Linked DNA regions of Sus scrofa: all the other regions are linked to region 2. Evidence: chromatin contacts called from public Hi-C and HiChIP or PLAC-seq data. All regions are on one chromosome and are shown on one strand. The core of a region is the stretch at or near the end of the contact, and the rest is flanking DNA. Distances in the headings are between cores, read along the strand shown. Region 1 has its middle 27 kb from the start of TNKS2. Region 2 holds the start of BTAF1 (TATA-binding protein-associated factor 172). Region 3 holds the start of PPP1R3C (protein phosphatase 1 regulatory subunit 3C).

Evidence for each region. A called contact is a pair of places that touch in the nucleus more often than the background predicts. HiChIP or PLAC-seq counts read pairs in DNA pulled down with a chosen protein or histone mark.
Region 1: a contact with region 2 is called in a Hi-C map of liver, with 2.5 times the contacts expected there. The contact joins the enhancer-like site here to the promoter of BTAF1 in region 2. A contact is called at or near these places in 2 of 5 promoter capture datasets (fetal liver and liver), 11 of 47 Hi-C or Micro-C datasets (adipose tissue, embryonic fibroblasts, epiblast stem cells and 6 more) and 2 of 2 datasets of contacts at active chromatin or transcription factors (alveolar macrophages and skeletal muscle).
Region 3: a contact with region 2 is called in an H3K27ac HiChIP or PLAC-seq map of skeletal muscle. The contact joins the promoter of PPP1R3C here to the promoter of BTAF1 in region 2. A contact is called at or near these places in 3 of 47 Hi-C or Micro-C datasets (embryonic fibroblasts, mesenteric adipose tissue and omental adipose tissue) and 2 of 2 datasets of contacts at active chromatin or transcription factors (alveolar macrophages and skeletal muscle).

The regions. Positions count from the first base shown.
Region 1 is chr14:103,368,255-103,371,215 of Sscrofa11.1, forward strand. No RefSeq gene overlaps it. Among named protein-coding and RNA genes, the nearest start is that of TNKS2, 27 kb to the right of the region's middle. Within about 2 kb of position 1,482, at least 3 of the 83 cell types and tissues checked have an H3K27ac peak or open chromatin away from gene starts, as enhancers often do. A contact at or near this core is called in fetal liver and liver, where this site is marked.
Region 2 is chr14:103,529,095-103,532,169 of Sscrofa11.1, forward strand. BTAF1 (TATA-binding protein-associated factor 172) reads left to right here and starts at 1,652. Exons shown (of 38, transcript XM_003359291.5): 1 at 1,652-1,967. The coding sequence starts at 1,954.
Region 3 is chr14:103,277,454-103,280,456 of Sscrofa11.1, forward strand. It overlaps PPP1R3C (protein phosphatase 1 regulatory subunit 3C), which reads right to left and starts at 1,304. Exons shown (of 2, transcript XM_005671280.3): 1 at 427-1,304. The coding sequence starts at 440.

The DNA.
Region 1 (2,961 bases), core at 232-2,731, 160 kb before region 2:
TTTTTCTTTTCTTTCTGGACTATTTCCTTTCCCTTCTCAATTAAAACAAAAAGAAAAACTTGTTTTGTCACCAGTCACTATTACATTACCCATTTTCCCTTTTCTCTTCTCTGGCTTCATTTTTCCTGTCGTCCTCATGAACAGAAATTTTTAAAACTCAGCTGAATTGTAGGCAATCTATAATTGAGATTTTAAGGTCACCACATTAAAACTGGGTATGAATAGGATTTGACTCAAGAGATAATTTATTTCTTTATGAATCTGAATGCAGATTATTTAGTATTATTATAAAGTGCTTTTAAGGAGAAATGTAAAATTTTTTCCTCAGGAAACCTTGATTTTGGAAGGTTGCATCTTTGCGTTGTGCCTGCCAATAGCATGTAATGATGAACAAAAAGAAGCATGAGGTACTATAAACTCTGCTGGATTCAGTGACATAAGTTTATCAGGCAATCCAGAGTCCCGACTTCATCGTTAATCAATTCCAATGTCAAATGTCTGATTATCATATGATCTATTTAATGAGTAACTAGCTAGAGAGTAAGATCTCAGCTTGATTGCAGCATGCTATGTACAAACCATATCACTGGATTTTCTATTTTTAACACAGTTAAAGAGTAACAAATATGTTTTTAAAGGCCTTGGAAAAATACCACATAGCTGGGAGAATTGAAAAACTAAAGGCTTTTAATTACAGGTTAAATTACCTCCATAGCCTGGGCTTGATTTTTCCTTAATATCTCAGGAAGATTTGATATATTGGGCCACAGAAACAATAACTGTCTTCCACCAACGTCTACATTATTTAAGCCATGTTTGTCTTGTGTAAGGACTGAGCCAGACAGATTCAAGCATACCCGTGATTTTTATTAAGATGTTCCTCAGAATTCATCAACTTCTACCCCTCAAGAGCCATGTGACACTTAGATTGTGATTAGCTTTTCTGGGTCTCAGTTTTCTTATTTGTAAAACAGAGGTACTTCACAGGGCTGTTGTAGGAATTAATGAGAGAATATATATGATGGATTTAGTTGTGTCTCGAATGTAGTCAATTTCCCCAAAACCTCTCCCCATCTCTAAGCATTCTTACTATTGTGAACCAGTAGGAATGGACATGAGCATCTTTTCTCTTCCTCCACAGCAATGAGTTGAATGAGCATCTTTTTGTTCATAAATGTTCTGGCAAAAACAGTAATTTGTGTGAATGTAATTTTAATTTCTATAGTCTTCTGTGATATATCTCATTTTATTTTTTTATTCTTTTTTTTTGGTTCCAGCTTGAAGGAGTTCTTTACTTCTCATTACTATGGATTGGGAAAAGCATAAAATCTGTTAAATATTAGTCCTTCACAGCTCCTTTTCAAGGGCAAATTCAAGAGCCAGATTTTCTAAGTTAGGTATGCCCAAACTTGCTTGGAACAACTTTATCTGAAGAGATTAGATATACATGCAAAGCAAATACATGATGAAAGTCTGCAGGGTTTGTTTGGGTTTTTTTTTTAATGTAGGTCTTTGTTTTTTTTCTTTTTTTGCAGCGGTGGGAGGGTGGGGTGGATGCCCCAGGTACACAGGGTTGAGTTAATCATATTCTTCACTTCATGGCCCATTATCATCATTGGTTTTGCAAAACCTCGCCTTTATATTTTATTTATTTATTTCCTTTAAACACCAATTCTCAGACCATTCTCCTTTATCCTCCCACAGGCAGCCATGCCAATAAGTTGAATTGGGTTATCTTTTGCTCATTAAGTATACTTAAAAAATATATTATTTTGTATAAACATAATTTTAATTTAGTTAAATAATGTTTTACTCTCCTATATTTTTTTTCACTTGACACTCTGCTTTTTTGTTTTGTTTTGCCTTTTTTTTTTTTTTTTTTTTTAGGGCCATGCCTGTGGCATATAGAAGTTCCCAGGCTAGGAGTCAAATCAGAGCTGCAGCTGCCAGCCTGCACCACAGCCACAGCAACACTGGATCCTTAACCCACTGATGGAGGCCAGTATCCTCATGGATACTAGTTGGATTCTTTTCCACTGCGCCACAATGGAAACACTGACACTATGCTTTTAATTAAGTTCCTCTATCCTGCCATGTGTAAATCTGCTTGACTATTTCTAATTTTTGCCTTGTTCTATGATGGGCAACCACCACACCCAGCCACTTTCCTAGTAATGGACACTCAAGAGAGCATCTACCCAACTACCACTATAAGTAATATTGAAATTAAAACTCTGAGTTCCCCCTTTTACCTATGTGGCATTTCCTTAGCATACATAGCCAAGAGCAGAGTTGCTATATGTGAAGGTATAGAAACTTAATTTTATCAAGTACTGATGGATTATACCTGTCTACTGATACCAGTAGCACCTGAGAGTTCCTGTAACGCCAAACTTGGCATGATATAGCCTTCTAATAAGTGGAAACATATCTCATTGTTTTAATTTGCATTTCTCTAATTATTGATACAGTTCAGCATTTCTTCATTTGCTTATTGGAGTTTCCTATATTGTAAGTTAGACAATTCATGTTCACATCCTTTGCACATTTTCTAATTAGAATTGTTGTCTTAAGAGTTCCTGCTGTGGCACAGTGGATTAAGAACCTGACTCTAGCAGCTTGGTTTACTGCGGGGCAAGGGTTCTATCCCCAGCCTGGCACAGTGGGTTAAAGGATGCAGCACTGCTACAGCTGCAGCTTGTATTTAATCCCTGGCCTGGGAACTTCCATATGCCACAGGTACAACCATTAAAAAAGAAAGGAAGAATTGTTGTCTTAGTTTTCAGAGCATTATCTGTTGTAGAAACTTGTCAAATTGTTCATGCCATGGGAACCTAAGGGTCATTTTCAATTAAAGTAAGCCAAATACGCACATGATCTCTCTAGTAAGCCAAATATGCACAAAATAATGCTTCCCATCTTTTTTCTTTTTAGGGCCGCCCCTGCAGCATATGGAAGTTC
Region 2 (3,075 bases), core at 402-2,901:
TCAGGTTCGTTTTCACTGTACCACAACGGAAACTCCTGGTTTATTCTGAAGCCCTCATTTCTAGTATGAGGTGTTTAGCATGTGGTGGGTACTTAATTTTGGCTGAATAAATGAATATAGTGTGTAATCAGTAAATGTACCTGCTTGTTAGTTTCAGTGGTGGTAGATGAACTGAGAAGGCAGGTGGGAGGAGGCTGTGATATGCCAAGATATTAGAACATCAGTTTGGAATTCCCACTGTGGCACAGTGAAAACTAATCTGACTAGGAATCATGAGGTTGCAGGTTTGATCCCTGGCCTCGCTCAGTGGGTTAAGGATCCGGTGTTGCTGTGAGCTGTGGTGTAGGTCACAGACGTGGCTCAGATCTTGTGTTGCTGAGGCTGACAGCTGTGGCTCCAATTTGACCCCTAGCCTGGGAACCTCCATATGTCGTGGGTGTGGCCCTAAAAAGGAGAAAAAGAAAAAAAGAAAAAAGAACATCAGCTTAATCAGATTTTTGTCTAATTGCATAAACAGTGCCTAACAGAGTGTCTGGTATAGAGCAGGGACCAAACTAATATTTGCTGAGTGAATGAACAGTAAATATTATTACTAGCTTGGATGTCAGGCAAATTACCAACTTAGTTTTCCCACCTATAAAGTGAACATTAATACTTTCTTTACAGGATTGGCCTACAAATTATGTGAGATAACGCATGCCAAATGATTAGCACACAGTAGGTTCTTAAGTTAGTTTCTTTCCCTTTATGGTCTATAAACTCTTGTAAACTCTTGTAGATACATGACATCATTTTATTCCTATAGTAATTCTCATTAGCTTCATTTTACAGATGAGAAAGACTCAGGGATTGAGGCATAGCCTCTTCAGGTAATGAGTAGTCAATGGACAAGTTTTATGACACGATAAAAGCAGTGTTTCTTGAAGACTAATCTGTTGGAGGCCTGAAAGATTAGCTCAATTGAAGAAGTTGGAAAAATATCCCTTTGACAATTATTATAAAAATCAGGTTTAAGATAAGGGCCTGCACCAGGTGACAGAGAAATGTTTAAAAGACTAATAAGTTAAGCAATTGAATAGATGCATAAGCAAATAAATATAAACATAAATGGCTGAGAATTTTCAAATCTGATGAGAAAATGACGGGACCAAAAAGAGAAACAATTAGGAAACCAAACTTGGCAAAATGGCTGGCAGAAGACCTTTCCTCCAGTGCCCATGCAGAACATATGGCAGGAATATGGCAAACATTTGGGCCGTGTCTTCAGAAGTACCGTCGCAGATCTTTCTGGATTTCACCCTTCCCTCTGGCACTGCCACCCGGACTAGAGAGTTCTCTGGTCCCTCGGATATTGCTTTCTCTAGGAAAATCCGGTGGGACAAAAATGGGGCTGGAGGAATCAGAAACATAGGTTTTGAACTTCCAGAACCCGGGCTACAGAGTCTTTTTTCCTTTTTTAGAAAATTAAGGGGACTCTTACTTCTCCTCTCCTGCCTCCTCTGAAGACTAACAATCCCCTTCTGATGGGCACCACGAGCTAGTTCGCAGGCGCGCGCCGCCGGGGGAAGCCTCTCGCACTCCTTTGGCTCAGCGGCCAAGCGGAAACCCTCGCGGGGGCTGACGTCACTTCCGGCGCGCTGACGCTCAGTCCGGCGTGCCGACGCCTACGTCAGCAAAGAGCGGGGCTGGGGGCACCCGGTTTGAAGTCGTGCGGGTCGGAGGACTGCCGCCTCCGACTCTGTCTCAGACCTTTGCGCCCCGGCCGCGGTGGGTACGAGCTCGGGTAGGCGGCGGGGCAGATGCCCGAGGGCCCGCGCCAGGACGCCCCTCGCCGCACTGGCCGCTCCCTTTTGCTTCGGGGCCTGGGCCTGCGCCGCTCTGCTCTCTGGAAACTAGCGCCTCCGCGGCGCCGCGGGTCGCTCGCGGCGAGCTCCGAACCGCCGGCGCCCGGCCATGGCGGTCTCCAGGTAAGTCTAGCTCTTCCCGAGCCGACGGTAAATCGGCCCGGCCGAGGCACAGTCTCCTCTCGGTGCACCCACTCCTAGAAAGGAGCGGTTCCCATTGTCACTGGGCTCGGGCGCCTTCCTCCCCACACTCAGGAGTTTTCCCCTTGGTCTGCGAGGGTTTTGGCTCTGGTTACTTCTCCTAAATCGGTTAAAAAAACGTCTCTTTCTTGTTGAATACAGCCTTTGGCACGTTAGAGCTAGTTTTTCTCTTTCCTCACCATGTTTCTCATCTGTGGTTTCTCTTCCCTCTTTCAGTTCTAGGAGAGTCTCTTCTCTTTCATAGTATTCTAAGGCCGATCCCTAACCTCCATTTCACGGGAAAACTTGGTAGTAACTGTCGACGTCGGGGAGGTTTGAGTTACTATTATCCAAATGACCTTTTAATTATGTGAAAATTTTTTCTTTACGTCTTTAGGGATATGTTCTTTCCTTGGGACTTTTTTTTTACAATACAAAATAATTCTTCCTTTTGTTTGGCAGTACCTACTCGATCGTCAGCGTTGTAATCTGTAGCAAATTATTGAATCGGCATCATCTTCTTAACCAAGGCGCGAAAGATGGATCGCAAATCTTAAATTATTTTAAAGTGATGCCCATCAGTAGCAAAGTCTAGGAAAACTGTAGGAAAACCAGCAAGACATTTATTTGTATAGCTATAGGAGGAACTTCTTTCCTCCAGTATTAAAGAATGGTGGGAATACATTTTGGCAGAGGCTCGATGTTAGTGGGCATATGGACATGTAAATAGGGGATAGTCTTTCTCAGAGCAGTCAGAAAGATTGAGCAAGTTTATTGTTAGTTTTCATGAGTAGTTTTCTACCACATAGACTGAAGGGGGAAATGATGACAGTTCAGAAAACATCGTTTTTATTCATTTTTCATAGTTGAGCACATTCCTATTTTGCAAGTGAAAAGATAACCCATCCCTTGCATACTCTCCAGATAAATTATGAAAGAGCGTGTGGGAGAAACACATGAGAATTGGGTTGCAAGATAACTGTAGCAGGGGCATCCAAGTTTTATTTCATAGATTAGTTGAATTCATTAATGTGAGGAGGTTCTTATTTTG
Region 3 (3,003 bases), core at 54-2,553, 250 kb before region 2:
GGCAAACCGTCATAAGAAGAGCTGAACACCCAGGAGTGCAAACATCGTCCTGCAGTTTTTCCCCAAAGCTAAACAATCCAACCAGCAGTCTCAGAGCGCTGTACCCACGAGCTAAGCTGTCCTAGTCCTTGAGGCATTTGTGCGGGACAAAAAAGATGCGGTCAGAATCCCTTACGGAATCTGAACTAAAGCTGACTCACGTTAGGACAGTTTCTGGTTTAAGATGCCATTTACCAACACCAGCTCTGCCTAAAAAGCACATGGGAAATCTCCACTCCTTGGAGTTATCCCCGGTGCCAGCAGTCAGTCTACTTGCCCTCTCCTGGGTTCTCCATTTGCAGTGATGACGGAAGGAAAACGCAGCCCAACCTCCCCCCAGCTGCGCGCTCTCTCGGAGCCCAGGCGGAGAGTCTGCAGGGAACCTACCTGGTGCAGCTCATCAGGCAGAGGGGCGGCGGCACTCCACTACCTGCGTAATTTCGCACCAGGCTCCCCGCGGTACCCACTGGGCGGCAGCTCTGGCGGATTGTGGGTGCGGCGCCCGAGAGGCCGCTTATCTGCTCCCGACCACGTGAGCCAACGGCTGGGACCAATCACCAGGCCGCGAGCTCGAGGGCGCGACCAACCAGCGTTCAGCTGGGACTCGAGCCCCGGCCCCGTGGACGTGACTGCGGTAGTGCGGGAAGCGCGGGCGCCGGGGTACCCCTGGGACAGCTGGCCCGAGCCGCGTAACGCGAACCCCGGGCGAGGGGCCGCGGAGGCAACCCCGTGGCGCACGTAGCGGGTGCAAGCCAGAAGAGAAAGCCCTAAACCCTCCCCCGGGCCGGGCGCCAGCACCGCGGGACTGCGGCGCAAAGAGATCCCTTTCGCTTCTAAAGGCTTCTGTGCACGGTAAAATCTTAGTGCAGAACGTTGTGGCTCGTTCCAAATGCATTTGTATTTGAAATTTTTATCTTGTTCATTGCTTGGTGCATCAGCTCATCTTCTCCCTCTCCTTGGCCTGAGCAGTCGGTCACATCTTGGTGTTAACGTGAACCCACAAATAGACTGCCTATCTAACCAGTGTTAATAAACCATATTAACCCTATAAGACAGTAAGGCAGCATTTAATTAAAAGACACTTTGTATTGCGACCATTTCTTCAGTTTTTCTCCCTGGAAGAGAAAACTAAAGCCAGGAATGAAATGGCTTTCTTTTTCGCTCATGCGGCCAGTCAGCCACAAAACCAGTGGTCAATCCAAATCCCTCAATTCTGTTCTGATGTCCTCTGGCAGTGATGTGAAAACCAAAATGTTAAAATATCACACTGCGAGTTTCATGACTCTCCCAAGCCAATTACCCTCTCTGAGGTTTCGTAATTTTGTTTAGTTTGGGGGGGTTTTCGACCATCAGTTACAACCATAAAATTGTATTTCTAAGTCGAGTTTAAATTATTTTTATAAAACCCCTGTCCTTTTTCTGCTCTCTTAGTTATCCAGTAGTCCTCTAAAATGTACAAAATGTACAATGTAAAATGTACAAAAATCTCTGTGTCTTTTAAATCACTCTCAAACAGTAGAATTGTTAGTGGAGTTATTAAAGAAAAGGAAACTCATGCTAAATAGCCCTGGGGAAGGTACTTAATGCTTGGGCTTGATTTTTTTTGAAAGGAAACATCCACCTCAGAGCAGATCTGCTGGCCTCTCAGCCCAACCAAAACTAACTGAAGGGACACGGTCTTTGACACTGGAGTCTAGGCAAGTTCTAGCATCAACTCCTTCACCTGTAAAATGGAGATAGTGAAGTTGTTCTGATAATTAAATGAAATTGTATGGGTGGGAAAACTCAGCATAGTGACTGGTGTGTGTTCAACCTGTGGTGGCTCTCAAGTAAGTGCCCTTGCCTTCAGTTTTAGTTTTTACTCTGCTAACATTTCCTTTAAGTACTTCTCAATGATTAGAATGGTAAAAAAAGGAAGGCACCTTAGGTATCACTGGCTTCAGAGGCTTTATTTCACAGATGAGGCATCTAAAGCTTAGAGAAGCTGAGCTGCTTGCCAGGGGCTGGTTAGGTCAGAGTCAAAACTAGGACACTGAGTTGAGGTTTTTTCTCCTCTACTCACAATCCTATGTTGAGCTAAAGAGTGGCTATTACGAATTAAAGTTATGGGGAAACATAAAGTAAGAATGTGTTGTGATCCTGGAGTTCCTGTCATGGCACAGTGGAAATGAGTCTGAGTAGGAACCATGAGGTTGTGGGTTCGATCCCTGGCCTCACTTCGTGGATTGGGGGTCCCGCATTGCCATGAGCTGTGGTGTAGGTCACAGACGCGGCTCAGATCTGGTGTTGCTGTGGCTCTGGCATAGGCAGCAGCAACAGCTCCAATTAGACCTCTAGCCTGGGAATCTCCATATGCCACCAGTACAGCCCCCTAAAGACAAAAAAACAAACAAAAAAAAAAGTATTGTGATCTTGTTTTAGTGGTAAGATGTGCACACATAGAAAATAGAATATGCTCTACCAAAACGTTAACAGTGCTTACTTTTGGATGGTGAGATTTTGAGTAAGTAAATTTTTCTTTGTTATTTTGTTTTTTGTCTTTTTAAATTTTTCTACAATGAACATGGACTTCTTCTGTAGTTGAGAAACCACTTTTAAATAACTTAAGACTTTCCAATTCCAGGAACGGTATTGGAAGCTTTCACATGCTTCCTGCCTTGACTCACAGAGACCTTTTGAGTTTGGGCTTCTTTCCATTCAAGCTGCTATCTCTTCTGCCCCCTGGTGCTGACTAATGCCATAAAAGTCACCTCTCCAAACTCAAAATAGAATTCAGGGGAACAGGGCTCTTTCCAAGAAAGGGCGAGCCTCAATAAATTGCATGATACAGACCTCTCATTTCTTCCCCACTCCCCCCCCGCAGATTTATTGAGATGTAATTGCCATATGACATTATGTAAGTTTATAATGTACAAGGAATTGATTTGGTACGCTTACATATTGCAAAATGATTACAACCACAGT